7 separate regions of the Mus musculus genome follow, and regions 1, 2, 3, 4, 5 and 6 are each linked to region 7. Evidence: chromatin contacts called from public HiChIP or PLAC-seq and Micro-C data. All regions are on one chromosome and are shown on one strand. Each heading gives the region's core, a stretch centred on a gene start, on an enhancer-like site or on the middle of the called end of the contact. The rest is flanking DNA. Distances are from core to core; before and after follow the strand shown. Region 1 holds the start of Ankrd2 (ankyrin repeat domain 2 (stretch responsive muscle)). Region 2 holds the start of Marveld1 (MARVEL (membrane-associating) domain containing 1). Region 3 holds the start of 4933411K16Rik (RIKEN cDNA 4933411K16 gene). Region 4 holds the start of Avpi1 (arginine vasopressin-induced 1). Region 5 holds the start of Zfyve27 (zinc finger, FYVE domain containing 27). Region 6 overlaps Sorbs1 (sorbin and SH3 domain containing 1). Region 7 holds the start of Tm9sf3 (transmembrane 9 superfamily member 3).

What was found. Hi-C and Micro-C count contacts between places; a contact is called where the count stands out from the background. HiChIP or PLAC-seq counts read pairs in DNA pulled down with a chosen protein or histone mark.
Region 1: an H3K27ac HiChIP or PLAC-seq map of large pre-B cells shows a contact between it and region 7, with 5 times the contacts expected there. The contact joins the promoter of Ankrd2 here to the promoter of Tm9sf3 in region 7. A contact is called at or near these places in 2 of 39 promoter capture datasets (liver and pre-B cells) and 2 of 115 datasets of contacts at active chromatin or transcription factors (embryonic stem cells and large pre-B cells).
Region 2: a Micro-C map of embryonic stem cells shows a contact between it and region 7, with 3 times the contacts expected there. The contact joins the promoter of Marveld1 here to the promoter of Tm9sf3 in region 7. A contact is called at or near these places in 3 of 484 Hi-C or Micro-C datasets (embryonic stem cells, liver and uterus), 5 of 115 datasets of contacts at active chromatin or transcription factors (bone marrow-derived macrophages, extraembryonic endoderm stem cells, large pre-B cells and 2 more) and 1 of 9 other capture datasets (liver).
Region 3: a contact with region 7 is called in an H3K27ac HiChIP or PLAC-seq map of embryonic stem cells, with 5 times the contacts expected there. The contact joins the promoter of 4933411K16Rik here to the promoter of Tm9sf3 in region 7. A contact is called at or near these places in 2 of 39 promoter capture datasets (hippocampal neurons and pre-B cells) and 1 of 115 datasets of contacts at active chromatin or transcription factors (embryonic stem cells).
Region 4: an H3K27ac HiChIP or PLAC-seq map of extraembryonic endoderm stem cells shows a contact between it and region 7. The contact joins the promoter of Avpi1 here to the promoter of Tm9sf3 in region 7. A contact is called at or near these places in 2 of 484 Hi-C or Micro-C datasets (liver and uterus) and 5 of 115 datasets of contacts at active chromatin or transcription factors (bone marrow-derived macrophages, extraembryonic endoderm stem cells, memory CD8 T cells and 2 more).
Region 5: a contact with region 7 is called in an H3K27ac HiChIP or PLAC-seq map of thymic regulatory T cells, with 7 times the contacts expected there. The contact joins the promoter of Zfyve27 here to the promoter of Tm9sf3 in region 7. A contact is called at or near these places in 3 of 39 promoter capture datasets (erythroid cells, liver and pre-B cells), 2 of 484 Hi-C or Micro-C datasets (B cells and regulatory T cells), 6 of 115 datasets of contacts at active chromatin or transcription factors (extraembryonic endoderm stem cells, memory CD8 T cells, pancreatic cancer cells and 3 more) and 2 of 9 other capture datasets (adipose tissue and liver).
Region 6: a contact with region 7 is called in an HNF4G HiChIP or PLAC-seq map of pancreatic cancer cells. The contact joins the enhancer-like site here to the promoter of Tm9sf3 in region 7.

The regions. Positions count from the first base shown.
Region 1 is chr19:42,034,403-42,037,367 of GRCm38.p6, forward strand. Ankrd2 (ankyrin repeat domain 2 (stretch responsive muscle)) reads left to right here and starts at 1,625. Exons shown (of 9, transcript NM_020033.2): 1 at 1,625-1,720. The coding sequence starts at 1,634. Ubtd1 (ubiquitin domain containing 1) reads left to right here. Exons shown (of 3, transcript NM_145500.3): 3 at 1-239.
Region 2 is chr19:42,145,711-42,148,648 of GRCm38.p6, forward strand. Marveld1 (MARVEL (membrane-associating) domain containing 1) reads left to right here and starts at 1,679. Exons shown (of 2, transcript NM_183195.2): 1 at 1,679-2,938. The coding sequence starts at 1,939. The coding sequence ends at 2,460.
Region 3 is chr19:42,050,846-42,053,722 of GRCm38.p6, forward strand. It overlaps 4933411K16Rik (RIKEN cDNA 4933411K16 gene), which reads left to right and starts at 1,383. Exons shown (of 1, transcript NM_025752.2): 1 at 1,383-2,783. The coding sequence starts at 1,587. The coding sequence ends at 2,501. The region is part of intron 1 of Hoga1 (4-hydroxy-2-oxoglutarate aldolase 1); the gene reads left to right.
Region 4 is chr19:42,127,464-42,130,329 of GRCm38.p6, forward strand. Avpi1 (arginine vasopressin-induced 1) reads right to left here and starts at 1,530. Exons shown (of 3, transcript NM_027106.4): 1 at 1,408-1,530.
Region 5 is chr19:42,169,261-42,172,099 of GRCm38.p6, forward strand. It overlaps Zfyve27 (zinc finger, FYVE domain containing 27), which reads left to right and starts at 1,307. Exons shown (of 13, transcript NM_177319.3): 1 at 1,307-1,525; 2 at 2,286-2,483. The coding sequence starts at 2,287.
Region 6 is chr19:40,498,752-40,501,901 of GRCm38.p6, forward strand. The region is part of intron 1 of Sorbs1 (sorbin and SH3 domain containing 1); the gene reads right to left. Among named protein-coding and RNA genes, the nearest start is that of Sorbs1, 13 kb to the right of the region's middle. Within about 2 kb of position 1,385, at least 67 of the 459 cell types and tissues checked have an H3K27ac peak or open chromatin away from gene starts, as enhancers often do. A contact at or near this core is called in pancreatic cancer cells, where this site is marked.
Region 7 is chr19:41,262,691-41,265,667 of GRCm38.p6, forward strand. Tm9sf3 (transmembrane 9 superfamily member 3) reads right to left here and starts at 1,314. Exons shown (of 15, transcript NM_133352.2): 1 at 1,069-1,314. The coding sequence starts at 1,164.

The DNA.
Region 1 (2,965 bases), core at 375-2,874, 770 kb after region 7:
GAGCCCGGTGGGCCCCAGGGCTTAAGGAGCTTCAGGTGGGCCTCTCTGCCTCTCCCTGCACCCAGCACAATCTGCAGAGATGAGGCGGGTGGCTGGATAGCCAGGCTTCATGGCAGGGGTTTGCACAGGGCTGTCCCCAACTGTAACCCAGGCAGGGTGGGGTCCGAAGCCTGGTCATAGCCCAGCGGGGCCCTGTGTACAGACACATCTGCATTTTATCAATAAAGCCTTTGCTCCTCTCTTGCCTAGCACATGACTTCCTGTTTCACAGCACGCCAGCCAGCCGGAGCCCAGAGCTTCTGCTGGCTTGGCTGCAGATGGGCACAGCAGAGCATCCAACTGATGCTCCTCCTGGGGGCCCTAGTCTCATCCAACCTCGCTGTGTTCTGTGGGTCCTGAAAAAGGCCACTTCACCTCTGAACACAGTTTGCTTTCCTTTAATGGAGAGATGGTGCCTCCCACCCTGCCTCCTGCAGCAGTTGCTGGGACAATTATGTGTCTGTGTGTGTGTGTGTGTGTGTGTGTGTGTGTGTGTTGGGGGGCGGTCCAGATAGGAAAAGTGAAGGAGCACCCACAGAGGGCAGCATAGCCATGTGGCAACCACCCCACAGGGCCCACATGGGATGCTGTGTCAGAGCGTGGGATGACAAGCTTCCAGAAATGTGCGAGCCAGAGACAGACAGGGCTGTCTCCTCCTGTTTCTTCTGCAGGACTGTGTACATCACCAGAGGGGAATCTCGGGTGCCACTTGCAGTTGTAGAAGTATGGAACATTTGTAGTCCACTGGCAGATTAAACCTAGCTCATAATGACCTCGGGCTCCAGGCTGGGAGTCCCAGGCGAGGAGCTCAAGTGCAGGTCTGCCTTTCCTCTGTGTATTCTCTGTTCTCGGGGAGTGTGACCAGCTCCGCCCACGGCAGTCTGGCATCGCCTAGTACTCGTGAGATGGCCTTAGCTCTGAACTCTGACTTCCTGAGCTCTTAAAACAACACTAGGTTCTGCTGAGGACTCCAGGAAGATGAAACAAACAGATGGACAGGTTCTGTTCATGGCTAATGGACACGCCATGCAGCATAGCCGTGTTTCCCTAGGGCCCATGGGACCCATAGCAGCCACCAGAGGGCAGCAGCCGTTCCAGCTCTTGCTTGGAGAAGGTCTCGGATGCCCACAGGTCTGCTGGGGCTCATACTTGGTTTTTCAGGCTCCCCTGCCTGGCACAAGCTAGACAGCATTTCTGGGCATCCAGCAGGTGGCACTCCAGCCAGACCAATGGCAGCATGTAGGTCCTTTGCAGCCCGTTCACCCTGGCTAAGACTTAGCCAGTTCCCAGCACTGAGGACACACTGGACAGGCCTCTTTCCCGCAGCTGTCCTTCGGGGCGGTGTGCCTTCTGGCTCTGGTAGGCCAGAGGTTAGGGGAGGGGCAAGTTCCCTGGCCTGGACAGTGGCTTCCCATGCTCCCTGGGGCTGTCCGAGGTGAAGGTGACAGGTGGGGGAGGCAGGTGGAGAGTTGAGCTAGTAAGCTCATGACAGATGGAGAAACGAGCCTGTGAGCTAATGACAAAGGCGCCCAGTGGGCGGGGTGGGTGCTTGGGCCTATAAAGACCCCATGCCCTGTGGCTTGCAGAAACAGTCATGGAGGGTACCATGGAGGGGCCCGAGGCGGTGCAGAGAGCCACAGAGCTCATCGAGCAGCGGCTTGCCCAGGAGGAAGAGACTGAGGTGGGAGCTGAGGTGAAGGGTGTCGGGGAGGGAGGGAGGGGGGCCTCAGGGTTAACGGTTGGTCCATCTGTGCTGTCATGAGAAGGGAAAGTCGGCTGCTACCTGGGTCCAGACAACATGCTACTTCCCAGGGCCCAAGCGGGATGTTCCTAACATGGTTGTGGGTGGTGGGAGATGGGGCTTCAGCCCCGCAAACAGGCACTTGGAGGGGGCAGGCCTTCCCGAGACCCTGCCCACTCACCTGGGCTTCAAGAGATAGACTGGACTGGACAGAGAAGACAGATGAGTATTCTCTGGGAAAACCAGAAAGGTAAGGTCCTGACACACACACACACACACACACACACACACAGAATGTCCCCTGGATGCCAGGGCTGGTTGCTGCGGGAGAGCAAACTGACAGGAGTCAGGAAAGGAGATGGGGAAGGGCAGCTGGGACTTAGCCAGGACTGTTGGCAGAGGCCTAATGCACACACGGGTACGTTTTCTCTTGGCTAAGTTAAGTGGGGCTGGACTACTGACTGGTCCTGCTCTACATCTTATTCAAAAACAGTTGAGCCAGGTGTGGTGGTACAATCCTATAATCTCAGAGGTGGAGCCAGCCTGGGCTACATGGTGAGATTACCCCCCCCTGGGGTGGGGGTAGAGGACCAGGAGCCTAGAGTCCAGTGCGTAGGGCGAAGGTGGGCACTAATTGTAACCTTTTATTTGTATCATCAACTAAGAAGAAGGCAGAGGGCAGAAACGGGCGTATGGAAAATGGAGAGTAGTGATGAATGGGTGGGTGAGCCCTTCTGGTCCTCTGGGACTACTCTGGTCAGGATGGAGTGTGAGCTGGACCTTTGGGATTAAGAAGTGTGGTCGGGATGTGGGGAGAGGTACTTGAGGCTAAACAGCAGATAGATAAAAGTGGTCATGAAAATGTGTGACAGACACCAAGAGCTGGGGCTAGAAAGAGGGCCAAGGACAAACCAGAGAAGACCAGGTAAGAGGTGCAGGCTCCGTGAGCAGTGAGGACCACTGACTGTTAAGAGTGCTGTGCCACTGTCTGACCTGTTATAGAGCCGGTTCTGATGTTGCTGATGTTATTAGAGGGGGAAGGGGGAGCCTATCGGAACTCAGAGGCCCCCATCATTTAAGAGAAGTGATGAGCTCAGATTTATCAAGGGGAGTGTGGACAGCAGCCGAGCATCCCAGGAATCTCGCTCCTCCCTCCCCCGAGAGCGTGTGCCCATGGCTGCTGCT
Region 2 (2,938 bases), core at 429-2,928, 880 kb after region 7:
GTGGCTTGCTTAGTGTCTTAGTTAGGGTTTTATGGCTGTGAAGAGATACCCTTACCACTAAAACTCTTGTTACAGTGTCATGGCAAGAAGCATGGTGGCATGCAGGCATACATGGTGCTGGAGAAGGAGCTGAGAATTCTACATCTTGATCCGCAGGCAGCAGAAAGAGACTGTGTTCCACAGTGTTCCAGCTTGAGCACATGAGACCTTAAAGCCCACAGCCACAGTGAAACAGGTCCTCTAGCAAGGCCACACTGATTCCAACAAGGCTACACCTCTTAACGGTGCCAATCCTTATGGGCTAAGCAGTGAGTTTATGTGGGATGTATCTATTCAAATCACCACACTTAGGTCCAGTACTATTCCTGCAGCCAATTGGCAAGCAACTCCATTTGTATGTACTGAGGGGCTCCTACATGCCAGGCTCAGGCAAAGATGGATAAGCCAGAATAGACCAGTTTTTGATGTAGTAGACTCAGAACTAGGGATGATTCAAATGGAGGCCCAGACAAACAAATAATTGTCAATGTGGGGAGCTCAACCTTAAACCAGTAAGTGCTTAAACTGGGTATGTCTGCTGGTGAGGGAGTGTCTGGAAAATAAAGAGCATTCTGAGTTCATGTGGGAAACTTGCAGTTCATAAGTGACAGAGTTTGGACATGAGTTGGGGAAGGAAGTGGAAAAAACCCAAGAAACTGGAAGTTGGTTGGGGACAGATTATGTAATGTGCCACATTGACAGGACACAGCTCCATACTGGGTTGGGAACAGCCAGGTCAGTTGTGTAACATTGCTGAAGCACAAAGGTTGGCTCTTTGGTGGGGTGGAGAGCAGAGAAGCCATCTCTGGCTTCCTGGTCTGAAACCCTTCAGTCTTCAGGAAAAATGAAAACAACTATTGCTCTCCTGTCTTGGGTCGCGGGAAGCTTACATAGAGAGGGCCCTGTAATGTCAATGAACCTTGGCATCGTTGGGATCCTTGCCATCTAGGTCAATAGTTAAGCATACGGGACATGCCATCTCTGAGACCTAGGCCTGTCCTGACCATGTTAGGTGACATGTTTTTAATCTAAGCAAGACGCAAAGATGGCCAGGAAGGAATGGTCGAAGTGTTTGGCGTTGCTATGCTCTGTGCGCTGTGGGTAAGGCAGCTGGGCCTCCAGTGAGTGATAGTTTTCTTACACTGACCAAGAGACCTTCATGGCAAGACAGTCTGAGACCAGCTTTGGACAGGCGAGTTTGTGGTGGGCAAGTGAAGGGTACTGAGGATGTCCCAGTGAGAACAACTGTCAGTTCAGACCTCCTGCTTACTCAGGCTTGATGGGACGCCTCGATGGGAGAGAATTATGTCTCCAGTCTCCTGTGACTGGAGAGAATCAAGAGGGTCCAGCCACAGGCTGGGCAGAGGCTGTTGTAGCTTTCTTCTCGAAGACCTAAGATCGGCCAGGCCTGCGAGGCAGGAAGGGCTGGGGTGGCTCCAGATGTGGCAAACTTGGCCCAGCAGCCTGGGCAAAAGGCCTGTCATGGGCCAGGGGGGTGCGGGCATTCAGCCCTGGCTGCAGAAGGAAGGAATGGGAGCGGAGGAGAAAGGGGGGGTAGCCAGGGTGGAGGGCGCGACGGCAGGAAGCTGGGAGGCGCGAGGAGGGGTGGAGACCAACGAAGGGGACGGCCAAAGAGCGAGTAGGAGGGCTGGAGAGAGGGAGAAAAAGGAGAGAAGGGAGGAAGGGTGCCGATGAGAAGCAGCGCTGAGGACTTGAAGTAGAGGGAGGAGGGCAGGCCTCGGAGCAGCGGGAGCAGCGGGAGCAGCGGGAGCAGCGGGAGCAGCGGGAGCAGCGGGAGCAGCGGGAGCAGCGGGCCCGGGCTCGGGCCGCCCCCGCGAGCAAGGCGCCGCCATTCCGCTGCTCGGGGCGCCGCCGCCGCCGCCGCCGCGTCCGGGGGCCATGCTCCCGCCGCCCCCGCGCCAGCCGCCGCCCCAGGCGCGCACGGCCCGCGGCTCCCTGCGCCTGCAGCGGGCTTTCCTGCGCGGCCCGCTGGGCGTGCTGCGGCTGCTGCAGCTGCTGGCCGGAGCCGCCTTCTGGATCACCATTGCCACCAGCAAGTACCAGGGCCCGGTGCACTTCGCGCTCTTCGTGTCCGTGCTCTTCTGGCTGCTCACCCTGGGGCTCTACTTCATCACGCTGTTGGGCAAGCAGGAGCTGGTGCCCGTGCTGGGCTCGCGCTGGCTCGTGGTCAACGTGGCGCACGACCTGCTGGCGGCTGCTCTCTACGGGGCGGCGACGGGCATCATGATCGACCAGACGCAGCGCCACAGCTACTGCAACCTCAAGAACTACCGGCTGCCCTGCGCCTACCATGCCTTCCTGGCGGCCTCTGTCTGCGGCGGCCTCTGCCTCGGCCTCTACCTACTCTCGGCACTCTACGGCTGCTGCCGTCGCTACCAGGGCAAGGAGGAGGTGGTGTGAGGCCACCCGCTCCACCGCGGCCCAGATCGGTTTAGGGAATCCCTCCCGAACCCTTCCTGCCGCCGCCTAGTGCCGGTGTGCCCCTGCACCCTCTCCCTGCCTGCGTTTCCACTGCCCGCGCCCTGGATCCCCGACGTTCAGTTCTAGTCTGACTGCTGTACCGCAGCTCAGCCCAGATATCAGCTTCCAGGGACCCACGCAGCCATCCGAGGCGCCGACGCACACACCCAGTTGGGCCGCTTCAGGCGAAGCCTGGAAGTCCCTTTCCTCATTCCCTGTCGAGAGCTAGACGTGGACAGGCGCCGCCGCGTAGATCCGGGGGAGGCTCCCAAATTGGAACCAGTCTTTGGACTGCGCCATTGCCCCCTCCCTCCTGCCCTGCAGTCGGAAGAGCATCCCTTCCCTGCCCCCTCTTCCAGCCTAGGGAGGTGTAGAATGCAGTCAGGCAGCTGCAAGAGGAGCTGGGGACAGGCTTTAG
Region 3 (2,877 bases), core at 133-2,632, 790 kb after region 7:
TGAATACAGGCACCAGATAAGGCCAGAGGTGTTAGATCCACTGGAACTGGAGTTACAGAGGACTGAGCTGCTGGACGAGTACTGGAAACCAAACTCAGGGCCTCTAGAAGAATAGCAAGTGCTCTGGACCTAGCTTTCCAGCCTCTCAGATACCACAACTTTTTTTTTTTTTCCAGCCAGGGGGTAGTGCAGAGTTAGGTGGATATGAGTTTGAGGCTAGCCTGGTCTACAGAGTTAGTTCCAGGACAACCAAGGTCACATAGAGAACCCTATCTAGAAAAACAACAAAAAATATATTTATGTTCATGAGCTCTCTGCATGTCAGAAGATGACATCAGATCCCATATTAGATAAATTGTGAGCTGCCATGTAGTTGCTGGGAATTGAACTTAAGACCTCTGTAAGTGTTCTTAACTGTCTAGTATTTTTTTTTTTCTAGCTACAAACAACACAGCTTCTCCAATGCCAACATTTGGCATTTTTTTCTTTCTTTCTCTCAGATAAATAAACTGTAGCTGTTTTCAGACACACCAGAAGAGGGCATCCGAACTCATTACAGATGGTTGTGAGGCACCATGTGGTTGCTGGGATTTGAACTCAGGACCTTCAGAATAGCAGTCCGTGCTCTTAACCGCTGAGCCATCTCTCCAGCCCCCATTTGGCATTCTCTAAGTGTGCTACTTGCCTTGAGGGAAACAGTAGCACAGGCCTGCTTCTAGCCCCATATACATAGGAGTTACTCAAGATTGAGCAGGCTAGCCAGGCTCAAAACTTTGTCATGTTTATCAGGGGGCAAATTCTGTATCTGCTGGCTATTATTCAGGCAAGATGTAGCTTAATTACCCTGGGATGGCCCTGCAGTCAGTCCTACCTGCTCTGCTTTCTCAGCCTATTCTTTGTTCTCAATTGTGACCTCACATTGTTCCATATGAGCCCCTTCCCGGACCCTTTCCCTTCTGGACTCTTCCCTGTAATAGAGCTAGGGATATTGTGCTGACAGCAGAGATGGGTCGTGGGTATTGAGTACAACACTTATTGACCAGGGATGGATATCAGTCTAATTGAGTGGTCCCAGTTTTTCATGGCCAAACTGACTCAGTATCCTCTATCCTGTGGCGGCCACTAGATCAGGAACAGGAACAAGGGAAACCGAAGACTGGAAATTAAGCAGAACAGAAGAGCAGAGAGCCTTGGAAGTGGGAGGCAGAAGAGTTAAATGATGCTATCTTTCTTTCTATGGAGAAAAGGAGACAAGACCTGATCCTTACAGGAAGCTTGCCAGACTAGGTCTGAGTGATGAGGTGGCCTTGCCTCACCCCACCCCCAGCTGCCTTCCTCACAATGGGGCTCATTGCTGAGGTGTCAGAGGGCATCCTAGGGAGGGCGAGGCAGGGGCCTGCTTGCCAGATACCTGCAGGGCTCCGGTCCCTTCAAGCATGAACCTTACCATCTGGGCTCCAGCACTCCCACTGTGCTCTTAGTTCTCTGTGAGGCCTAGGGCCCTGGAGGACTTCTTGGGGTTCCTCCAGCAACCATCATGCAGGGTGGTGCTGGGGACCGCTCTCTTGCTCGGAGGTGGAGGCCTCATGCTGTGGGCTCACAGGAAGAAAAGGAAGGCAGCCACTGAGACTACAGAAGACAAGCCTCTGGAATCCCACCGAGCAAATGACAGCTGGATCAAATCTCACTTCAGCCGCCTATCCGAGGAGAGGTTGCCCACCTACCGCTATGTCAGCAACAATGGCCACTCACCTGAAAGCAGGCATGGGGAAGTCAATACCACCCTCCACGTGGATACCCTCACCACCAAACACGGAGAAAGGGGCGCGGCTCTGCACCGAGATTCGTTTGCCAGCAAACAGAAGATATCTGGAAGCTCAATGACCAAAGAGATGCAGAGGGAGTCAGGGAAGTCCCCGTCCATGGAGGATGACACCTGGGCTGCTGTGGCAGCTTGTACGAAGGAGATTGATGCCAAGGGGCATCGCGTGGCTAACTCCATGCTGCAGCGCTCCACAACTCACCGTCGTAAAGGCCATGCAGAATCCAGGAACATCAGCCCAGAAGAGCTGAAGGCTCTGGAGGAGGTGGAGATAAAACTGAAAGGGAATTTCCTAACTCACCATGAAACTGGAGTAGCTGGGGCCAACCAATCGCACACAGTCTATAGCCAGAGTCGCCATAGTAACCAAAGCCACCATTCCTATCCAAGCCACCAGAGCAACCAGAGTCATCCCGTTTACTCCAGCTACCAGGGTCATCATCCAAGTCACTTGAGCCCCCAGAGTTATCCAAGTTACTCAAGTCACCAGAGTCATCCGGGCCACTCCAACCACCAGGGTCATTCAGGCCTCTCAAGCCACCAGACTCATCTGGGCCACTCCAACCACCAGGGTCATCCAGGTCACTCGAGTCACCAGAGTCACCAGGGTCAGCCAGGTCACCCAAGCCACCAGAGCCATAATCTGCCCAACCGCAGAAACCCAATCTATGGCTCTTGAAACCATGTGTCCCTGCCCCCCACAGGGCTGGCTCTCATACATAGGCCTGTTTTCTCTTCTATGGGGAAACCTACGCGGTCAGGGTAAGAGACTGCCAACCAAATTCCTGCTGCTTCTGGCCCCAGCAGAGGTCATGAGGGAAGGAGGAAAGGACGCAGCTTCAACAGCCCAAAGGCCCTGATGACCCACGAGAGAAGACAGGAGGCAGATTACAGGAGCAACCACAAGCCCCACACTGACTCCACATGCCTGAATGGAGCCAATAAAGCCCTGCACACCCTCACTCTGTGTCCAGGGGCTCTGTAGTCAACTGACATCTGGGCAGGGTTGGAAGAGAGGGTATGTCCCCAGCAGTGCTGCAAGTGGGCCTTGTCTG
Region 4 (2,866 bases), core at 280-2,779, 860 kb after region 7:
AGCCGACATAGAAGATAAGCTCGGATCCGTGCACAGACCAAGCAAGTAAGGACTTGTCGCAAAACACTACAAATGGACCCTAGAGCGTCAGAATGAACCCCCAGAGTAAATACTGAGGATGGCAAAGTTCAACATCTTTTGAATTGGGCATTAAAGGAAGGACATACTATAGAGCTCTTAACTCGACGCTTCTCTGCCTTGGAAGTGAAGAAAGAAACTGGGCCCCTACTCCAGACCCATTTTCAGGCATGACTTGAAAAATGAACTAACAGAGCAAGGAAAAGATCCTTTTGAAAGAATTCAAAACCCCTAAGGTGGCAGTGACGCTGACCACTGAGTGACCTTGGACAAGTCACTTTTCCTTTGCTTTGTTCATCAATCAAAATAGTGAGAGGGAAAATCCTCACTGGGTACAGAGATGAAATATGAATGACCATCCTAGTACCTGGCCTACTGTGGACACTCAACATTGTACATTGGTTGAATGAAAAATGATGCGAAGAGAAAGCTATTAACAAGACTATATAGAACCATGGCCGTGGTTAATTTAGCACTGACGTACAAACTACTCAGAGGGCTTCAAAGACAGGCTCATCTGTGCACTTTTAAAACCATGGCTACATAGAAGGAAGCTTGCTGCGTCAAGCAAGAAGAGCACTTTTGAGGACCTTTTGGTCCTCCTGTCAGGTGGCATCCTAATCCCCTGTTAGCGGGCACTATTGTTAAACACATTTTCCAGATGAAAAAGCTGACCTCTTGAAGTGGTGACTTGCTCAACTCCACAAGGCTGGTAGGTGATCTTAGGCTATTAACCAGGTGGTCAGACCTGGGCGCCTTACCAGTGTTACTTTCATTCTTTCCAGGTGGCTGAGAAGGTGGTCAAAAGAAACGTGGGGGCAGAAGGTTCTGAAACCTCTAAGACCGTGCCATCTTCGTCTGGGGGTTTTGGAGGTCGCCACTGATTCGCAGACAGGATTCCCACGCCAGCCTCTTCGCTGGACTTAGAGCAAGCGGAGCTAGAGTAGAGCCCTCTGGGAAGTTAGATCGGTGTCGGGTCAACCTATTGCCAGTTCCAGGAGACCCCAATCGGGATCCGGCGGCCAAGACGCCTACTGTAACCTCTCTCGGGCTTTGGGAAAAGGGCGAGCGCAGCTCTGGGCTCCTGCCCTGAAAGTGATCACAAAGGCCAAGCGGAGGTGACTGGCTGGCTAAGAGATTGAGAGAGGATATCTTGGCCGAAGTTACAGGACGACATCCCCACCACAGTGAGCCCCAGGGCTCAAAGGTGGCGACTGACAGAGAGAAGCCCCTAAGTGGATCTAGGATGTGAGACCCAGCGGATTCCCAGCTGCGACCGTCGGCCCGCGCGCTCCCACGCACAGCTGAGCCGGACCGTGGCCTACCTACCTGGTTGCCTTAGCTGCCCGAGGCAGGCGGAACGCAGCCGGGAGCCTGGCCGGGCCACCTGGATCACGGCCACAGTTCCTCAGAGAAAGTGCTCCGAGCCCCTTCAACAGCCAATCCTCGGTCACAGCCTTAGAGCGAGAAGCCGAGCCAACTTCGCCAAATCGAACGCGGAGCCTTCGCGGACCAATCAGCTGCTGCAGGGGGGAGGGGCGTGCCTTATCCCTCCCTTTTCCCGTGCCCGCCTCCAAACCCAGTGCGGAGATTCCTTGAGTCCAATCATCTAGGGAGTATCGGCGAGGGGCGTGTCCTCCGGGTCCTCCCCATCCTCCCAGCTCACCTGCCCTCCCCACGCCTGGAGGCGCCCCCTTGATTGACGTCAGTCCCAGGGGCGGGCTCTGCTTTGCGGGCACGCAGGCGGGGCGGGGTCGCATTCCTGACACGGGGTGCGGCTGGAGACCGCGGGCCCTGCAGGGTACACGTGACAAGTGCCCCTTTTCTCTGGGTCGAGTCCAACGCACGTGGCGTAGGGTTTCACTGTTAAGATCCTCATAACCTACAGTTCCTAAAACTCCCTTCACCTCCCGGGCCTCCTGGGCCTGCATTCAGAATGATTTACAAATCTTGTAGCGACTGTGCCAGTTTGGTTACCTAAGGAGAACTTAACAGCTCTTTGGACATCTTTCACTGAGACCCTTTCCAGTTCAGTTTCCTTGACGGGCTGTAAGAGAACTGCAACCCTTACCTTGAGGTAGTTAACAGCCTAGCGACAGAGGCTAACACTGAACCACCACTTGGTATGTGACTACAATCATGATCACATGAAGTTGAAAGAAGGTAAAGAGGAAGGAAGCATCTTTGAGAGGTCCTGGAAGCCACAAGAAGGAGCATAACCAGTAAAGAAAGGAGCTAACGTTTTTAGAACGAGGAAGAATGGGCCTGGGCAGAATAAAGGAAGAGAGGGAAGAAAGCACGCTGGAGCCAGGACGGCTTTTCTCCAGAGGGATAAAATAAGGCCTGGAGATCCGCTATAAATAGCAAGGTAGCCATGGTGGGAGGATGTAGGTAGGCAGTGACGTTTGCATTTGCCCCTCTGAGGCTCTATAAGCAAGGAAATAGAGTGATTTGTACTTATGAATAGGCATTCTGCGGTCTTTACAAGTCTTTACAGAGTGACTATAATGTGGTCAGCCCTTTACAAGGGTTAATTTATTCCCCACCACCAACAACAACAACCGTGGCGTGGCACTAAATTTGCATTTTCAGAAGGTCTCACCAGTTCCAAGGAAGCCGGGTTGGAAAGGACAAATGACTGCAGGGGATCTGTGAGGCTCTTTTTTAGTTCTTCACTGCTGTGAGCATGCTGAGAAAATGCTCCGTCCCTGAGCTACTGTGTGCCACTTCTTGTCTGTCTATCTGTCCGGCTGCCTTTCTGTTTCACTGAGATGGGTTTTACTTTGTA
Region 5 (2,839 bases), core at 57-2,556, 910 kb after region 7:
CTGGCTGAGGAGAGCAGGCGTGCCTGTCTCTCTGAAAAAGAGATGCTGGACGAGATGTCAGTGAAGCTTTGGGGTAGCTCAGAGGAGGGGTTATTGTCGGCTGAACAGCTAGGGAAGGCTGCTCACAGCTGACTCCTGCTATGATGGCTTGCTTGGGTTTGGATGGAAGCAAGAATCGGGGCAGGCAGGTGTGACAAGCAATCTGAGGACTTGGCAAGAGTCCAGGGCCCTTGCAGGTAACAAAGAGGGTTCAGCTGGCTGAGACTGAGGCACCTGAGAGAGAACAGCAGGACAGATGAAGCCAGTGGATGCAGCCTCGTGTGGGTGGTGGTATGGCTGGGGTTGCTGGCATCCAGTGATGTATTTGGCTCAAATCCCAGCTCCGAGCAGTTTATGTGCTGTGACATTAAAGAAGTTACTTACCATGACTACAACTCCTCATCTGTGAAATGGTGATAACCCCGATAGGGTTATTGAAGGAGGAACAGATAAGATAATGTGCACAAAAAGCTTAGTGTACTGCCTGCCTGCTGGTTAAATGGAAACCCATGGGAGGTGTGTTTTAAGGGACAACAGCTGGGTCACAAGATGTGAAGAGGATAGAGCTAGGAACGGCCTGCACAGGACCTTGAACACAGCAGCTACGGACCACCGTTCCGTCTCTGCTAATGTTGTAACCCTCGAAATTACTGATACTACTAGAGAAACTTCAGTGTCGTGTACAGTTTGTCTCTGCGTTCTCACGGCAAGCACTATAGCAGACAGCTGGTTTCTGTGCTGCTGTGTCTTCCTGCAGCAAGCCAGGGGCTCTCTCACCGTTAAAATGGCACTACCCATAGGCACCTGACATACAAGATGTGTTTTCTGTCTTCCCTAGGTTCTCAGAGCTTCTATCCACATTTTCTTTCTTTTTTTTTATCCTTCTCCATCCCTGCCCCCACACGCCCCACTTTTTTTTTTTTTTTTTTTTTTTTTTTTGAGCCAGAAGCTCCCATAGCCAAGACTGGCCTTGAACTTGCAATACTCCAGCCTCAGAAACCAAAAGGCTGTGGTTACAAGTGTGTCACCACGCTAGACTCTCTAACTGTCCTTGCTGTAATGTTCCGGAGCTAGGCTGGCTCCCAGGTCCTAGGACTCCCGGGCATTAAACGAGTCATCTCTTGGGTGGCAGGAACAGAGTTAACCAGAAATTAGCCAAGGAGGGAAGAGTGCGCAGGCGCAGTATCAACGCGCTTGCTCACCTGCGCTTGGGTGGGAGGAGCTAAGCCCGGAGGCCGGACCCAAGGCGGGACGGGCGCGGTGACGTCACGGGCGCGCCACCGCAGAGTGAGTCGCGTCCCGGAAGCGACGGCGGTGGAGGGGCAGACGGTTCCCGGGTGGACCTGCGACTTCGGAGCGTCGGTGGGAGGTGGCGTGGCGTGGCGTGGGGTGGGGCGGGCCTGGCCTGAGGGACCGCTCCGGGGCTTGGTGGCCCTTCTGTCCCCCTGGCCGTTCCTGTCTCTTCCTTTCCTGGGACAGCGTCCGGGTAGGTGACGACCGTGACGCCCCAGCCTCACTGTATTTATTTACGGAGCCTGGCCCTCCGGCCCTCCCACCGCGTGTGGGTCGCCACCTGCAGGCACAGCGACCTTAGGCGTGTCCTGCCCTGCGCGGCCTCAGACAGGCTGGTGGTCTGGGCCTCTGTCGGCACTGACCTGCTAAGCCTGTCTCGCGCTTGCTTGGGTTCCCTTTCTCCCTAGCTCGTCCTGTCGAGAGTTTGGGGTCCAGTCGACCCCTTTCCAAGTGATGAATGGGAGCCAGGGTTAAGAGCGTGATAAGAGTGTTGTTAGGAGAAATTCATGAACCTCTGGGAGCCCTGGTAAGGGTCTCCCAGTGTACACTGGCGCGTTCATAAAGACTTCCCAGGACAAGATGGTCCCCCTTACCCTGACACCTGAAGGAGGAGCTAAAGATAGGAGAAAGATGTCACAGGACATCTTTTCTCTTGGCATTACCTACTGCCTTCTTTCAACAACCTGGTTATTAATGGTTTATATGCTCTTGAAAGGTCTGTGAGGGAAAGGAGCGTTGGAGGGGCTCATGAAGAGTGATAGGCTTTATAGCGAAGACATCCCCTTCACCCTGCTACTTCCTACTTCAGTAGGAATAAAATTTCTTGCAGTGTGAGATGGGTATTCGCGTTCACCTCTCACAGTTAACCTTAGGAACCACACGAACTGTAATGCAAGGGGGAAATGTGTTGTAGTCTGGAAGTGCATCGTGAGTGTAGGGATTTACGATTACAGAATGCAGACTTCGGATCGGGACCTGAGTGGGCCGGAGGCGAGCCCCAGCGGGATGCCTGAGGTTCTCTCTGAGTGTCCACCTGCCCCTACCAAGTCAGCAGCGTTTGATCTCTTCAACCTGGTCCTGTCCTACAAGAGGCTGGAGATCTACCTGGAACCCCTGAAGGATGCAGGGGACGGTGTTCGATACTTGCTAAGGTACAGACTTTAGGGTTCCTTTGTTCTTCCTCTGGGCTCTCCTGTCTCCCTGGTCTTTAGCAGTTCTGGCCAGCTAGGCAGTAGTTGGGCTATCCTTTCTGCTCTAGCGATGACTAGTTCTGGGGAGACTTGTGTGACCTTTAGGTGTATTCAGGTCTACTTGTGTTCCAGCGCTATGCAGGGAAGGTGGGAACTGAGAACCACTTGGTCTTCATCAGGACTGTAGTTGGATAAGCTCCTCTTAGGGACTGCTGGAAAGACACTGGCCTAGTATAGCTTAGAGCAGATGTAGGGATTTTTTTTCCCTTTTCTCTCTGAATATTAATGTAATTAATATTAAAATCTTGATTTTTATT
Region 6 (3,150 bases), core at 135-2,634, 760 kb before region 7:
CTGGCTCAGCCCTACCCTAACCCTAGCCTCAAGGGCAAGCCTAGCAGGTAAGCTCTCAGGCACCCCCAAACTTCCTGCTCCATCTTTTCTGAGAAGTCCAGAATCCCAAAAGATCCCTAAACGCTATGCAGGTTGCCATGGGTACCACCAATCAAAGGCTCCTGGCCGTTTAATGACGGATTAACTATTTTACATATTCCAGCAGCAGTCTCTCTGACTGGCCTACAGTTAAAAATAAATAAATAAATAAACGCTATATTCACAAAATTAAGGACTCACTTAAAATAAATTCAAAAGCAAGCGCACGCAGCCCACAAGGTCTGCACCCTGCAATCAAGGGCATCTTTCCTGAGGGTTCCTTGCGAGAGCCACCTGTGGAATGCAGAACCACAGACCACAAACTCCTCTGCTCGAGCTGAGAAAGGAAAATTTATTCACAATGAGCCTTCAGGTGAGCACTTAAATAGCCCAGAACTTTAATAATTAAAGATAACGCCAAGAACGTGGACTGTCATGCAGGCTGGCTGGCAGCCGTGGGGCCTCCCACAACAGCTGTCTTGACAAGGCGCATATCTTCTATCAGTGCGCAGGGATGACTAATATTTCCCAGTTCCCAAGAGGCCTCGCCCCCTCACACCTGCCAGTGCTGGCTCACTTATGCACCATGTACCACAAAGCAAACAGAAAATGGTCTGAGAAGGCCTACAATACCTTGGTCAGGGTTTGAGGGCCTGGCAATCTGATTTTCAGCAGACACCACCAAACCCTGCGGAAGCCTGAGGCTCTCCCGGCTTCCTCCAGCTTCTGTAATTTCAATCCCTGTTGGGATTTTGCTATCCCCGGAGCCTCTGTTCTCTTTGTTCGGCTTAAAAACAGTTCCTACTCTGGCCTTAGCTTCTCTCCCAGATCTCTACTGACCAGGCCACTGGAGCAGTGATTTAGATCTCCCAGCTCCAGTTCCAGTCCTACCTACCTCATCCTCTACCTTCAAGATCCTGCCAGTCCCCTGTCACAGTCTGCCATGCTCACTGTCTAGGAAGCAAGGCCAAGAGCAGGAGAACCCAGTATCTGTGCTGCCCTGGCCTTAGAAAGACTCCCTAAGAACAAGACATCAGGAAAATGTCCCCATTTCCCACCCTACTTGCTAAAACAAACTGTGAGCCTTGGCCAATACATCCTGTGCTCACAGGAGACAGTCACCCAACCCTGGCATTGCCCTGACTAAAGAGAATCCATGGAGAGAAAGGTAACCTGCAAATGATTTTGTATGTTCGTATATCAGAGAAGGAAACTGCTCATGTGCACAGCTCCCAAGTACCACACAGACTCTAAGCAATAGGAGACACTCTGGAATCTACAGTGCATGCCCTTTCACACTGGGAAACCAAGCTCAAAGGTCAGCCCTCCAGGCTGCCGTGAATAATCAATGCACAAGGTACTATATAAATGAGTAATGAGTGTTCATGCTGACTGGTGAGCAGAAGGGCAATTGCAGGATCTACTCAACACCTATTCCTATTGTAGCCACCGTATATAAGGCACAACACCCACCTCCCCCACCCAGATAGAACATCAAGGCAAAAAATGGGACAGTAAGGCAAATGGCTGACAGAGCCAGTTACAGGTCAAGCTTTAAGCACCCAATGCTCGCGAGTACCAGCATTCAGGCAACCTGCACTCACTCCTTCCTGATCTTGAGAATTCAGGCTGTTGGGAAGTCTCCTCACAGGAAGTCAGTGCTGGATCGGCCATTTATAGGCACGTGCCTCACATGCATCACTAGACTTGTTTGCCCTGTGCTCCCAACTTGGACGAGACATGACGCCACATCCCTCACCTATATCTGAAGTGCCCGCCTTGCCTGAGTGGTCCCCTCCTACCTCGTCAGAGCAAATATACCCATCCTACCTCAATACCAGAAACACACTGCTGACTGCCTGCCTGTCAGGGGACACCAGGCCCCTTTCTCTCCCTTAACAACACTTAATTAATGAATGAAATAGACTAGAGTGGTGCTGAGGTAAGAAGCCCAGACCCCGCACATGCTAGGCAACTGATCTACATCTCTAACCATGTTAGATGTTGTGCGTGTGCGTGTATGCGATATTTACATAGCCCAAACTGCCCTCAAACTGCAGTCCAGTTCTGGGGTTCTTGTTGTGCACTGCCACCAGCTGTAGGACACGTCCTAAGCTAAAGCTCCATATAAAAGCAGGGCTCTACCTGCCTGCCATCCCTGAGACCAGCATCAGAACTTTCTCTTCATTCAAGAAAATGAGGCGTCCGTAGCTAGAGCAGTGTGTTACTTTAGATAGGCCTACTGGCAAGATGGGGCAACGGTGGGAATGACATCACCAAGACCTGAAACCCTGAAGAGCAGATCAAGCCCCAACTGCTACCTGACCCAACTTCTGTCCCTTTTGTCATCTGAACTCCTCTCGTGCACATTTCCGTTCTAGCATGTGATGTGACCCCACTTCTCCCCGAGGACAGAGATGGTAGGAGGACTCTGTGAGGACAAGACGGGGCAAATCAGAAAGAATGAGACAGAAAAAGATCCAGGGTTTGAGTGATCAGCCTGGGGAGACAAACTGCGAACACACTGGCATTTTCACACGACCAAAGCAGTCCCTGGCTTTGAAATCATCACTTCTGCCCTGCTCCGGGTGCCCAGTGGATCAAGGAACACAGCTTCACCTGGCAATATTCTTTTTCTAGTCTCCAGTCTTCTATTTGAAGATGCCTCACGGGCTCTGTAACTTCTGCCCTTGTTTCATTCTCTGTAACGGTGCTTACAGGGATGGAGGACGGCGCTCCACAGGGAGACTGCTTGCCTAGGATACAGGAAACACCACATAAACCAAGCATGATGGCACACCCACAATCCCAGACCTTGAAGGTAGAGACCGAGGATCAGGACGTTCGAAGCTGGCCTGGGCTATGTGAGACTCTGATTCAACAATAATGACTGTGACCTGTATCTACTGAGACAGCTGTGTCCAGGTCCTAACACTTGCATAATTGGATCATCATCTCCTCCTCTTCTTCCTCCTCCTCTCCTCCTCCTCCTCCTCTTCTATGAAGTCCTATTTTTTCACAACTGAGGCACTGAGTTGCTCTCGAGCTCAGCCAGGATCTGAATCAAGTAGC
Region 7 (2,977 bases), core at 64-2,563:
TAGCAGTGACTGAAAATACAACAGCCTAATTTAGAGTTTTTAATTGGCTAATCAAAACAAAGTTTTGTTCACTACAAACAAAATCTAACGTCTGCCCCTTAAAAGCAGCGTACTCCCATTTTGTCACCGATCAGCTACAGCCAAACGTTCTCCACATATTTTAAATTTAGTAAATACACAACTACTCGGGCAAAAAAAAAAAAATCACAATACAGATAAAAACCTTGAAACAATCTCCAATTTGCCAAGCAATCTTCTAGGTTTATCAGACTTTCCACACTTCCCCGCGTCTACCATTCTGAATAAAAAAATAAATAAGTGAATTCCACAGCGTTACAGCTCTAGGTGAAAGTCACTCCAAGAGTCATTAATAGGCGAGCTTTGATGTGAAGATACAATTAAATAAACCGCCAATCAACTTCAGGCCAAAAGCAAAAGTGAGTGGGGGTGTGGCCTGAGGGCTGGGTGACACAAGGGCAGAGCTGTCCCAGTTAGGGACCGACCACCCGAACAGGGCGTCCTCTGGGCACTCACGGAGCGCGGAGAAAGTTGCAAGGGAGTCCTGGGGACCGAGTGCGTGCAGGGTGAAGACGTGTCCGCGTGTAAACCGTTCACACCTCCACTTCCCTAAAGCTGTCCCCACCCCACGGTTTAAATCCGGTTCGGGCGAGAGGGAGAGAGAAGGGTAGGAAGAGGCCGGAGCCCTGCGCGAAGCGATGGGTATTTCCTGGTTGGCAAGCGCCTGGATCACCACGCATCCATCCTCCGCCGTGCTGTGTGCACAGCGTCCAGTTTCCCGGGTCCAGAGCCCGCTCCGGGCCGATCCCCGGGCAGCAGCCCCGAGAGGCGGAGCTGCGGAGCAAGGCCCAGGCAGCCCCGAGTGCTCGGAAATGCCTCCTCCCAGCTCCCGCGGATCCGGCCCCGCCATGCCCGACCGGAAGGAGCGCTCGGGCGGCCGCGGGGCTGCACCGGGCCCCCCGGGCCTTCGGACCACGCCGGGTCTGGCGGGGCGGCAGGCTTGGGAGCGGGGCTGGGGCGGGGGCGGCCGCGCGGCTCGCTTCGCCTCACCGTGTGTTCGTGCTCGTCAGACCGAGCCCGGGGCAGCAGCAGCAACAACAACGCGGCGGCCGCCGCCACGCCAGGAGCGCCCGGCAGCGGCCTCATCCTCCGCGCTCCCACAGGCCGGGCGCCGGCCCACCGACTCCTCCTCCGCCGCCGCCGCCGATTCACATCCACCGGGCGCGGACAGACGCACGGGGCCCGGGCACAGCCGCTGCCTCCGCCGCCGTCACCGCCCGCTCCGCGCCGCCCCCGCCCCCCGGCCTCCGAGCCTCTTCCTCTGACTCAGCCACGTCATCCGGCCACCCCGGCACACGCCGGAAGTCCTCCCGACGCGGGGCCGCAACCGTCGCCGGCCGTGGGGCGCCGGCGCGCGCAGGCCGCGGGGTTGAAGGGTTCCGAGTCGCCGCTGCTGTGCTGCTTGCTCAGCCTCGGCCTGGACCTGGGCCTGGGCCCTTGCGCGCCCGGCTGCGGGCGGGCTGGGGTGACATCGGCTCAGGCGCCTAGCTCGCCACGGCGTGCGTGAACACCCCTTCCCTCTAACCTCGGGCTCCGCAAGCTTCTTTATGGACGATGATTATTAAACTTGGACAGGGTCGGTTGGGTGTTTAAACATCACCGTGTACTGTTTATAGACTTCTATGCAATCAAGAGATCTGGGCTAAGTTGACATTCTTGTTCATCTGCCTACGTATTGTTTTTCTCAGCCTCAATCATAAATGTGTCCGGAAGTTCCTCAGCACTCCAATCACTTGATCTCATATTCTGTATCTGAGCCGGTAGTAATAAGGAGCTAAGTTTGGTATCTTACTCTTGTAAGCCCCAGCATTCGGGAAGCTGGACTGATTGTTGTTTATTGCATACTTGCTTGGGTTACAGCGTGAGACAAAAGAAGAAAAGAAAACAAAACGAAATAATCGGGTCATAGCGGTGCAGGCATGTAATCCCGGCACCAGGACCGCAGAGGCAGAATTGCAGAAAGATTGGAGCCAACCTTATCTACAGGCTCAGTACCAAGCCTGCCAGGCTACGTAGCAAGGCCCCATCTCAAACCAAAACGTACTACGGACTCAGAAATGATCAGAAGGACACTTCTCTAAATGTGGGACTTAGAGGAAGATTGTCTCATCCATCCGTATCAGGCAGGTTTTGGTATTTGGTCGTGTAATACCTCACAGCCAATATTCTATACCACCATACTGTGCAGAAGTCTGAAGAAGACCCCACTACCAATCTTCCTTCCCTGTCCATTCCCAAGGAGTACCAACATGATTTCCTACCAAGAAATCAAATTATGTCTTTTTTGTCCAAAACACATCTTGAATAGTTAGAACTCATAGTGGAATCATCAGTAATGGTTTCATCTGCCAGGCACTCTGATACTCACACAGACCCTATGCAACAGGTACCTTTAGTGTGTCCACTTACAGAAAAGTGACAGATGCACAGGTTGGGTGACTTGCTGAAAGACTAGACCCAGTTTGCTTCTTTAGTTTGTTAACTGCTAATGTATTACCAACCAGACAGCTCTTTAAAAGGTGAATTAGATGTGCTCTCATTGGCATGACATATCCAAGAAGCACTTACAAATGGAAAAGTCTGCTACCATTTTAAATGGTAGCATGCTAGTTTGCCTGTAGAAAACAATCTTAAGTGATTAATATTCAAACCATTACAAGAGTGATTTGCTTCAAAAATTTGTATACCCCTCTTTGGAAGTTTGTGTATGTGTGTGTTATGTATATTGTGCTAGTACGTGCTTGTGTGTGTGTGTGTGTGTGTGTGTGTGTGTTCAAGTCAGATGTTGACAAACAGATGTCTTCCCCAAACACTGCCCACATATTTTTTGAGACAATGTCTCTCGCTGAAGCTGAAGCTCAGGTATTCTGCTACACAGGCTAGCCAGCAAGACCTGAGA